Regions from separate parts of the Mus musculus genome. Here region 2 is linked to region 1. The links are chromatin contacts, called in public Hi-C maps. All regions are on one chromosome and are shown on one strand. The core of a region is the stretch at or near the end of the contact, and the rest is flanking DNA. Distances in the headings are between cores, read along the strand shown.

The links. Hi-C and Micro-C count contacts between places; a contact is called where the count stands out from the background.
Region 2: a Hi-C map of cerebral cortex shows a contact between it and region 1, with 3 times the contacts expected there. The contact joins two enhancer-like sites. A contact is called at or near these places in 2 of 15 datasets of contacts at CTCF or cohesin (CD8 T cells and the NIH/3T3 cell line), 4 of 484 Hi-C or Micro-C datasets (Th1 cells, cerebral cortex and embryonic stem cells), 4 of 115 datasets of contacts at active chromatin or transcription factors (CD8 T cells, bone marrow-derived macrophages and embryonic stem cells) and 2 of 9 other capture datasets (adipose tissue and liver).

What each region holds. Positions count from the first base shown.
Region 1 is chr17:80,618,805-80,624,576 of GRCm38.p6, reverse strand. It overlaps Map4k3 (mitogen-activated protein kinase kinase kinase kinase 3), which reads left to right. Exons shown (of 34, transcript NM_001290345.1): 16 at 463-521. Among named protein-coding and RNA genes, the nearest start is that of Cdkl4, 44 kb to the right of the region's middle. Within about 2 kb of position 3,471, at least 17 of the 459 cell types and tissues checked have an H3K27ac peak or open chromatin away from gene starts, as enhancers often do. A contact at or near this core is called in cerebral cortex, where this site is marked.
Region 2 is chr17:80,757,402-80,763,173 of GRCm38.p6, reverse strand. No RefSeq gene overlaps it. Among named protein-coding and RNA genes, the nearest start is that of Gm33538, 25 kb to the left of the region's middle. Within about 2 kb of position 2,328, at least 13 of the 459 cell types and tissues checked have an H3K27ac peak or open chromatin away from gene starts, as enhancers often do. A contact at or near this core is called in cerebral cortex, where this site is marked.

The DNA.
Region 1 (5,772 bases), core at 2,222-4,721:
ACATTAATTAATCACTTGCATGAAGAAGCAATAGAAATATGTGAATGTGTATATATACACACGGCCATTCTAGATGCCACACACAAGTCAAGCCAAGATGGGTTTTGTTGATTATTCTGTTTGTTTGTTTGTTTGTTTGTTTTGCTTCATTGTAGCTTGACAATGCTTTATTTGAGCCTTTTTCTTTCTACAAGCTAATTTTTACAAATACTAATTACAATAGATAGCAACAGCCATAAATAAAACTTTTAGATGTCTTTTGGAAAAATTCCCAGAAAAATATTCAAATAATCAAGATATCATATCTTATATTGTTGGAAATGCCACCTTGTCTTCCTTTTAAGAGTATAGAGCAATACAGATTTATTTGGGGCTTGGGGATTTTCTTTTTAAAAAGATAATGTATATTAGCGTATAGTGATTGCGGCCTGCTGTGCTAAGTCTTCTGCTTCCTGCCGCTAGGATCTGCAACTAGAGTACGGACAAGGACACCAAAGCCATTGCTTCTTAGGTGGCAACAAGTAAGTAAAGTTCTTTTGAAACTTAAATTCTAAGTAATTGTCTTCAATATTATATTTTATATTTAATATTTAAGGTAGTAAATTTTATTGAGCCAGTATATGTCGTGCAGCGTGCCCTTGACCTTCCCATAGTCTTCCCCTGGTCAGTAGTTGTCATCTGGGAAGATCAGCCTAAACAGCCCAACAGTCCATATTGGCCTAACCTGCAGCTCGTTCTTGTTGCAGTCACCCCAGCTGTGATGAATCTGTATCTCAGCGGCTGATTTCTTTCTAGAGTGGACCTGCTTACCCTCTGCAAAACTTGCTTGATGCATCTCTCAGATAAGCTGGCCACTAAGAGCAGCTAAAATTTTTTAAAATCATTCACCTGCTTAGAAATCCATGTTTTAACTTTAGCTGTGCTGGTCTTTTAAAGAACACTAGTAAAATAAAATAAAATGCTAGTAAAATAAATAAAAGTAGACATGCATTCATGAAAGCTATTTCATGAGAAAAGTAGATTAAGACACCATGATGGTGAGAGCATGATATAGTTAGTTTACAGACTTGTGTGAGTTCGTCATATGCCAGGGTTAAGAATCCAGAACTGCCCATCCTTAATTCCTGATTCCATAGATGAATTTTCATTCTATAAGCCAATCTGTAAGGGAGTATTTGAATTACCAAAGTATTCTGGGGATATATATATATATATATACACACAAAATTAGAACTCAAAATTTCAATCTATTGATTACACTAGAGAGCTGAGACATCTATTGCCATACTTCAAATTAAGAAACAATGATTACTGACAGACACCTTAGTTTAATGTAAACCATGTCTTTCTCTTCTATAATCTGAACACTTCATTTTTTTTAACCTAACTACACTTTCTAGTATAAAGGGCTTTTAATGAAAAGCTAAAGAAGTATGCTAATTTTGTTTAAGTTTGTTAGATATAAAAGATTAGGAATTTGTCATTATTTATTAGCCTACCTTTCTTCTTTAATCTTTTGCATTGTTTGTTTATTCGTGTATATATTTTGAGGTAAGGTCTCATTATGTAGCCCTGACTGGCCTCAGACTTACAGAGCTCCTCCTGCCTCTGCCTCTGCCTCTGCCTCTGCCTCTGCCTCTGCCTCTGCCTCTGCCTCTCGAATGCTGAAGTTAAAAGATATGCACCATCCACTAGACTCTGTCTTTCTTAACCTGGAAGATAAGTCTAAAACCCCCTGGTGGAAGATGTAGTTTTACCTGAGCAATAGATAATTGTCACTAATTAATTATTCTGATTTTGGTAGACAACAAAGAATAAATTATGTGTCACTGTGTCATAGTGATGTTAAAAATTGAGTGATGTTTTTCTAATGATACCGTTGGCTTTTAAGGACTCCGTTGCAACCAAATTTTCATGTACCTGAAGACGCTGAATATTTTGACTATATGTCGCTCACCCTTTCATTTAAAATTAATGTGCTTGAAAAGTAATATAGTCACAAATGCTTTTCTATATTTCCCAGCTCCAGTTGTCTGATTTTTTCCTAATGTTAGACCTTTTCTTAGTATGTATAGCTACTTTAGCCAGGTAAATGTTAATAATTTGCCCACCCTTCATTTTTTGATGAATTGGATCCCTGCTTAAGGAACTGTATTCTATATAACGAGTCATTGGCAAGGTAGGTTGGCCAAAGTCTTAGCTCTGGCTGTTTCCTGTGTCGTTGTGCACATACATGTGATATGTGCACATACATGTGATATGAGCACATACATGTGATATGTGCACATACATGTGATATGAGCACAGATGCAGCACTTCTCTTACTGTATAATAAGTCTCCTTTATTCTTCAGCGAGGCAGCACTGGACTAAAACTCAGGATTTCCTGCTTTCTCTATAGGTGAAGGTTGGCAGATTCCATTAATGGGTTTCTGCCTAGTTCGTATCCCACAGGAACCTTTGGATTAGATTTGTTGCATGGCCTTTGCTTTCCATAACAAAACCCAACTAACACCTTTTCTTTTGAATTCTGGTATCTCTGGGACTGGTTCTTCTGACCTTCTGTTATTTTTTTAACCAAAGCAGTTATTTTTAAAAGGAAGCTAAACTGCGTCTGGTTTTCTCTGTAGTGTAGAGCATAGTTGTAAGGATAACTAACTGTCCCTGGATAGGAGTAAAGCATGAGTCAGTCAGACCACGGCTCCCATGGCAGCCAACTGCAGAGGCAGAAATGAGTAGCCACTGTGAACTATCTAGTACCCATGGGGCTTAGTGGGCACTTACTGTTTTTACGTGTAAGTAGCTACTTAGTAATTGTCAATTATGCTAGGAAGTAGATAAACTGTTGTTTAATTTTAGAGAAATACCGAGCTTCTTGCTTTTACATACAGTCAGGGAAGTGCATACACAAGTTGTTTTGAGTCAGCCTGGCCGCTGTGTGAGCCTAGTAGCTTGCCGCATGGCTCCCTTTGCTAATTTAGATGTGCTGCGTGCTTGACGGTGGCTTCAGACTTTCCCACCTCAGTTTCCCTCCTTGTCACTGAAATCTGTGTTCATACATTGTGCCAATTTAGAAATTTTCATGAGATTTTTTCCATCATTTCAATATAGTCATTCAGTTCTATTACCAAAAACCCCTTCCCAGCCAAGTGCAAGTGGGTGTGAGAAGGTGGCTCTGTTCTTGTGTAGCCTGGAGCCACTTGTTCTCCAGCGCTCTCTGCTGTGGGAGTGCAATGGCTCACTCAGCAGACTGAGCTGCATCTCATCTTCTCAGTTGTCAAGCCACAAAAGTCGGCCACGTGTCCTCTATGCAACTTTACAGGCTCTATAACTTGTTAGCAAAATACCTTCATTCATAGAAAGACATGAGAAAGCAATGCCGATGCAGGGCTTCCTGTAGGACTCTCACTGCAGAAGCAGAGTGTGGGAGATGGGGTGTGGCTCCCCCTGCTGTGCACAGAGCCACAGTGCATCCCCAGTACCACACCCACACAAAACCCAAAAATGTGCTGTTACCCCAGCACTCAGAGAGTGGAGGCAGGTGGATCACAATCCAAGGCCATCTTCAGCTACACAGCAAGTCTGAGGCCAGCTTGGGCCAGAGAAAATATCACACACACACACACACACACACACACACACACAAAGCCAAATGCCATGTGGATCCCGTTGGTTCTGGTAACAGGAAGTAAAACTATATGTAAACTCTCTTCCTAATTAGTTTCAAATATTAATGCCTAAAAAAAGCTGTCACATGCTTAGGAAATGTAGTTTTTACTTGTTTGTTTATGAAAGGCTTGTTCACTATATAGCCCAGGCTAATGACATGATCAGAGGCTAATGACATGATCAGAGGCGTTTGCTGCCACTGCTGGCTTATCTTCTGAGAGGATACAAAAGCCCACCATCCCCCAGAGACTGTGTTAACTTGGGAAAGCCACACACTTCTCAAATCTTGGGCCCCTTTGTACCATCACCATGCTAAGGCCTTCTTGTTGCTGGTATAGTATTTTAGGATGGAAAAGTAAACAAAAGGGTTTCCAAATATATTTATTTATTTATTTATTTATTTATAAATAGTGATACATCTTCATCTTTAATAAAGTACATGTTTTATACAGTTTTTTAAAAAGTCTTGCCCTAGCCGAGCACTGGTGGTGCATACCTTTAATCCCAGCACTCGGGAGGCAGAGGCAGGTAGATTTCTGAGTTCAAGGCCAGCCTGGTCAGTGAGTTCCAGGACAGCCAGGGCTACACAGAGAAACCCTGTCTCGAAAAACAAAACAAAACAACAAAAAAAGTATTGCTCTAAGGGACCAGCTCAAATGTCTCCTCTCTCTGACACAGTACCCATGTCTGTGTCACTCCAGTTACACCCGTGCAGTCTAGCAAACTGCTGGGGCAATAACAGGCAGTATTCTTATGGAAAGAGCTACTTTTTCCTCTGAGAAAATAATAATAGTAAGGAGGTGGCATTGTTTTCTTTTTTCATATTTTCTTTACTTTCTGCAAGATGGCTGGATTTTCATGTCTGCTACTTCATTTAATCTGTTATGTCATATAGCATATAGTTTCTAGAAAACCATGGGAGAAATGAGAGTAGAAAAAGTTATGTATTCTGCAAACAGTAGGGCCTAGCAGGCCCTCCCGTAGGCGACAGGCTTCTCCCACTGTAATTTGGGCGAGCGCTTCCCGGAGGTGTCCTTAAGAATGCAGGGGAGCAGTGCTTGGTGTGCCCAGGCCTCTCAAGTGCTTTCCACAGCCACCTGTCACTGCGGGCACTTCCCCTACTGCTGCAATTCCCACTTGCATACCAGGAACTAAAGTGTGCCTGCTCACATTGAAATACCAAGGCGTGTGGTGACAGCAGGACTCGGCAGCCAGCCGGCTTTGTCTTCCTTTGCCATGCCGCTGCAGCCATAAGCTCCTGTGGCTTACGGCCCTGGGAGAGCATCACAGTCAACACGACATTCAAATATGACACGTCAGTTGTTCTTTCTTGCTCTGGTACTTGGAATTGATTAATTGTTTTTTGTGTCATTTACCATTTCCGATTCATAACTTGTCATTTGAAAACTCATCAGGCTGGCCTGCTCAATAAACTTGATAGCTAAGCATTCTACTCACTGTCTACAGTAGACAGCTAACAATGCCTTTGGGATTTCGTGGTATGATAACTGTAAGAAAAGCGATTTAGAGGTACAACCTCACAAGCTTTAAGAAGAGTCCATTTCTCCTAGGAATTGCAGCAGCCTGGAGAAGGCTTTGCGTTTCAGCACATGCACAGTGGATAGGTAGTGTGCTTCCTGAATTGCTGTGTCCAAGAACACCCCAGTCCCTCACATTCTTGAAAATAAAAGCCTTTTAAAACTTAGCTCCTTAGAGTGAAAGCCTCACAGCTGGTCTGACCCAGCCTTAGTCTCCCAAAAGTGTGAATGTGTTTGCCCATGCACCACCAGAGAGCAGCCGTGAGGTGAGCGAGTGTCCTCCGGGAAAGCAGGCTGCTCCTGCACTCATTTGTTCACAGCACATGCATGCGGGCTTCTGCAGAGAGCCGACTGCTGAGTCCATTCTGCAGGATTGCCTGAGAGCATGAGTCTACCAAAGTATGTCAGCCTCCTTACTTTAAGAAAGAGAACTATAATTTCAAATGCCAGGTGTACTATTCCAGGTAGGATGTGAGTCCTAGAAATCCCTGCTCTGCCCTGCAGCTGCCTTGTCAATTCTGTCGTGGCTTTTCATGCTGAGCTGTCTCCTGTTTGAATTAGTCATT
Region 2 (5,772 bases), core at 1,079-3,578, 140 kb before region 1:
TGCATTTTCTTAACTCGAGAAGTCAAGCTGAATTTGATTAGGCACATGTCTACACATCCCACAAGCCCACCCTTACTACAGAAGAGCATAGAAATTGAAAAAAATGTCACATACTTCATGGTGCGAGTCAACTTCTTTCCAAATGACACTTCCTTTGAAATGGCATAAATCTGGAGTTTGCTTTTTTTTAAATAATGCTTCTTTTTAATTTTCAATTTTGATTGTGATGTAATGGCTCAAATCTACATTTCAAAGCTCATAAAACTGAGTTTGCCACCAGGCCTGAGCGTGACATCTCCTTTTATGGACCCAAATAAAGAACAGTGAGCTGGATTATTAGATAGGCTTTTGTTCTTTTCCTCAAATATTTGCATGAATTATTCAGCTTTTGTGTGGCTGGAGCTTTGAAATATTCAAATTCCTTGAACTATTTCATTATTTAAGATTTCTATTTTTTTCCCCTGGCAGTGTAGACTCGGCGTGGTCATCACTCCCCATAAGTGCCTACACTGAGCTGAGTCGCCTCCCTCACGTGACAGAGGAGACACAGAAAGCAGCTTTTCTCGGAGGTTTGCACCCAGCAGGGATAGGAAACCCTGAAACCACAAGGTGCTTCTGAACCACAAGTTACAAAGTCAGAGAAAAACGAAACATCTTCCAGGGTGCCCTGAAGGACCTTGAGACATGAAGTCACTCAGCCCAGGCCGGCCTCGAACTCCCTATGCAGCCAAGGTTGATAGCACTAGGAATCCATGCCAGGCAAGCACTCTGCAAGCTCAGCTGTCTCCAATCCCCACTGAGAGGAGCTGGCATCTCAGATGAACCCCGAAAGACCAGGTGGTATATCACAAGTAGAAGGACAGTGAAATAAGGATCTAAAAAGCTCAATTTCTTTTTTTCTTTTTTCCTTTTTTTTTTTTTTTTCGAGACAGAGTTTCTCTGTATAGCCCTGGCAGTCCTGGAACTCACTCTGTAGACCAGGCTGGCCTCGAACTCAGAAATTCTCCTGCCTCTGACTCCCAAGTGCTGGGATCAAAGGCGTGCGCCACCACACCCGGCTAAAATCTCAATTTCTTAAACTAGGCAGTGGGGGGGGCACGCCTTTAATCCCAGCACTTTGGAGGCAGAGGGCCGGCAGATCTCTGAGTTTGAGGCCAACCTGGTCTACAGAGCAAGTTCCAGGACAACCAGGACTACACAAAGACCTGCCTCAGAAAACAAAACAAAACAAAACAAAACAAACAAACAAACAAACAAACAAAAAACCTCAACTTCTTTATTCACGCTCATTTAATTCTCTAATGTTCCTGTCTGCATCTTTGAAATCCCATTAGGAGACTTCTAGCTGTGATGATAGGTTCTCTGGTCTTCTCTTTGATTCTGCCTCCTCATCTGACAAACCCGTGGGACAATCCCAGGAGCCTCTTTCTTAGAGCTGCCCCTCATTGTGAGGTGAGAAGGAATCCCCCAGGCTGTCCCAGGCAGTCCTCACAAACAGCCTCCCTCAGAGCCTCCACCCCTTTTACTTCTGTCCTACTTGAAAGATGCTGTCTGAAGTCGGGCAGTGTGTTGGCACACACCTTTAATCCCGGCACTTGGAAGGCAGAGGCAGGCGAATTTCTGAGTTCAAGGCCAGCCTGGTCTACAGAGTGAGTTCCAGGACAGCCAGGGCTATACAGAGAAACCCTGTCTCGAAACCAAAAAAAAAAAAAAAAAAAAAAGATGCTGTCTGAAGATAAAAAGCCAGGGATGAGAGATGACTCAGCAGTAAGATGCCTGTTGCTCTTGCAGAGGACCGGATTAGTTCCCGGTACCCGAATCTCAGTTCCTAGTACCCACATTAGGAGGCTCCACCAGCATATCGCTCTGTCTCTCTCCGTGTCTCTCTCTCTCTCCATGTCTCTCTCTCTCTCCATGACTCTCTCTCTCTCTCTCTCTCTCTCTCTCTCTCTCTCTCTCTCTCTCTCTGTGTGTGTGTGTGTGTGTGTGTGTGTGCGTGCCTAGACTGTGAGTGAGGAAGACGACATCTGTGATAGAATTGGAAAGGTTCAAAGGGGAAGGAATCTGGTAGCACAGAATGAGCGGAATGTACCACAAGCAGATCTGATGCTTTTCGACTCCTCCGCAGGGAAAACATCCCGGGGATGGGGGGATTTGCCTTCGAGATTACTGAAGATATGAAAATACTTATTTCGGTGAAAGAGCGGGTCAAGCCCGCCCCACAGCAAAGGATTTAGCATGCAAAAGGAAGGAGAGAAGAAGCAAAAGCCAGAAGAGGTCATGAACCGGGGTAGTGGAACATTGTGTCAGCCAAGGGACAAAGGTAAACCCAGGAGCAGTCTACACCACTGGATGCTGTTGCGACAGAAAGGGGGACATGGGGACCCAAGCTGCATGTGAGAGCTGAACAACCAAAGTGATGATGTCAGAGAGAGCGGCGACCAGGGAAGAGCTGGAGGGCCTGCCAGCCAACATGTACTTCCAGGACCGCTGTGATCCAAAACAACGGTGGCAACAGACGAAGTACAAAATGGGAAGCAAAGTCAGGCCTGTACACACTCCAACATATCTCTGCAGCCCAGAAACAGAACAGAAACAATATGGTAAGTAGGCTGAAGATAGAGACCTGCTGCATCCTGCCAGAAGGAAACAGAGGCTCTGGAGCCTGGGCTCACCAAGGTAGGAGGCTTTCATCTCAGCATTCACACTAGGAGGGCCGAGGGAAGAGGAGCTCTTTGAGTTTGAGGCAAGCCTGCTCCACATAGGGAATTCCAGGACAGCCAGGAATAGAGAGAGAGGCCTGCTCTGAAAAACCAACAGTCCACAAAGAGCCAAAATAGAAGCAACAACATGAACAGTTCATACCAGGCTAAGGTAACACTAGACTGTAAGTCTCTCCTTTAAAATGAATCTGGTTGGTTAAGAGTTTCAAAGAAGGGCCTAGAAAGATGGCCCCAGGGAAGAGCACTTGCTGCTCTTGCAGAGGACCTGGGTTCAATTCCCAGAGCCTTTATGGCAGCTCACAATGTTCTGCAACTCCAGTTGTTCTAGGAGATCTGGTGCCCTCTCTGACTTCCAATGCTCTTATACACATATGTACATTCAGGCACACACACACACACACAAAGTATCAATCAGTAAATATTTCTTTAAAAATAGTTTCAAAGTTAAGCAGAAGAGTAACAGCCACAAAACATGAAGAACAATCTATGATACATGACTATAATCCTAGCACTCAGGAGGTAGAGGCAGGAGAATAGTGAGTTCAAGACCTGCTGGGCTATACAGCAAGATCCTGCTATAGTGTTTTAAGGAAAAGCATTGAAAACGAATTTCAAAAAGTTAATTGAAGTCCAAAAATTCAGAAGCAAAACCATTAGTAATGATTATGTAGAAAAAAAAATTGAAAACCCAGGAAATTAAAAACAGTCATTGCCATTTTGGAAGGAAAAAAAAAGACAAAGAGAGAACAATCAGGGGACACAGACTAAAGGGATGCGCACACTTGCATGTGTGCTCACACAGACTTGTACAAACAGATATAGATACATACGAAAGATGAAGAGGGAAGAGGGGAGAACAAAGAAGAGGAAATAAAATGCAGAATAGCAATAAGTCAAAGAAAAAAACCTGATAATAGTTCCTGTCAATAGACATTAGGCCTGAGTGAATTTTATTAAAGTTTCAATTAAGAAATAATAGAAATCACATAGAAACTATTTGCAAAACTGAGAAAAAAAGGAAGCATCATACGACTCATTAGGACTCTAACACAACCCCCATATGTAAAAGAAAATGACAGTAAAAAATAAAATTATGGAGTACACTCAAGGACAGAACTGAAAGGTTCTAAATGAAATCACTAATAAATTAAATTCAGAAATGAATTTTAAAATATCATAACACTTGATAACTAGACAACGTTTTACCCTGAGAATTAAAGAAATATGACTTATCCTGGATGGTGAGGGTGTATGCCATTAATCTCAGCACTTAAGAGGTAGAGACAAGCAGATCTCTCTGAGTTTGAGGTCAGCCTGGGCTACCGAGCGAGATTCTGTTTCAAAACTTAAAGTGCTTTGATATGAAAAAAGATATGTAGATATTGAATACATATAGAAAAACAAAACCAACCCTCAATAAAATAAAAAAGGCATCCTAGTAAATTGTGCATGTGACTCGTTCACCCTTTGCCTACTCACATCTATTCTTCCAAGACTACCATAGACATTCTGTGAGAAGCTAATTGCACACTCATAGGAGAATCTCAAGTACAAAGGCCTAGGCTTACCCAGAAGCATGCATAAATAGCAAAGATGTGTACAAATCCCCACTGTTCTCAGTACTCTACAAGATCCTCTGGGTTTTCAATCATTGCCAGCATCTTTTAGACTTTTTCCTCTCAAAGAAATGAAAATAAATGTAGGCATGAACACTTCTAATATTTACTGAGACCCTGCAATGGGTCAAGCACAAGAGAAGTCAGAAACAATGGCAGAAGGGTGATGAGCCATAGTAAAACATTGATGCAAAATATGAAAAGCAAAGGAAACAAGGAAATGCCATTTTCATACACTGGACTGGCAATAAATAAGAAAAATTGTTATCAAGTGTTGACAAGGTTTGGGACAACAGGTGACAGCTTTGGCTTTTACAAGAAGTGACTTAAAAAGTCACAGGAGGAGTTGCTTGTTAATTTGTTATTTGTTTGTACCTTTGTTTTAATTTTTGTAATGGTAGGGATGGAACCCAAGTCTTCATGCGTGCTAGGCAAGCAGTCTACCACTGAGCTGGATTTCTAGCCCCGAAGAGAGGATTTCACTCAAAGTGGTATGGTTTGACCACTGTTTAAAGGTGATCCCTTCTAGATGCTGTGCTGAGAACTGACTGTAAAGAAGTAGTGAGACCATGGAGGAGGCTACTGCAGTGATATACAAAACACGATGGTGTCTGGGTCACCATAGAAACATTTCATTTAAGTCTTTTACATTACCCAAAAGTGCTGGGGGGTCAGGCTAGAGATGTTAAGGTAAGGAAAGACTTGAAATAGTACTCAAAATGTAAAATTTGCTTAAAAAAAAGTTTAGTAAACTCTACTGCATTAAAACTTTGGATCTAGTCAACAGAAGAAACTGTGTGATTCCATTTCTAGAGATAGAATGGGCCAAAGCATTGTGATCTAAATAGCAAAGAACTTACTCTTACACAGTCCCAAGCAAATGGCGAACTAAGCAGAGAACTCAGCGAAGAGCACAAATAAACAATTCACAGAAGAGGAAACTATGATGGCTAGTCAGCATCAGAACAACTGGTCAACCTCATCAGGCACTGTTGGGAGGAAATGTGAAATAAACAAAGAGATACTATTTTTCATACACTGAATTGACAATAAATAAGAAAGATTGATATCAAGTGTTAACAAGGGTTTGGGACAACAGGTGCTACCAGGAATATAAAGTGGCTGAACTTCTTGAAAAAATAAATTGTACAGAAGTTCTTTTCCTCTTTACATGCATCTATCTTTTGACTTAGCAATCCTGCACCTTGGTACCCAGGTTAGGTAGGGAGAGAGAGGGAGAGAGAGAGAGAGAGAGAGAGAGAGAGAGAGAGAGAGAGAGAGAGAGAGAGAGAGAGAGAAGTACACACAGGATCATTTACTCTAGTACCACTTGCAGACAGAGAAATAGCAAAGCAACCTAAATAATCAATGAAAGAGAGACAGATACAAAATCAATGGTGCATCTAAGTCGTGTAAAAATATGCAGTGGTTAA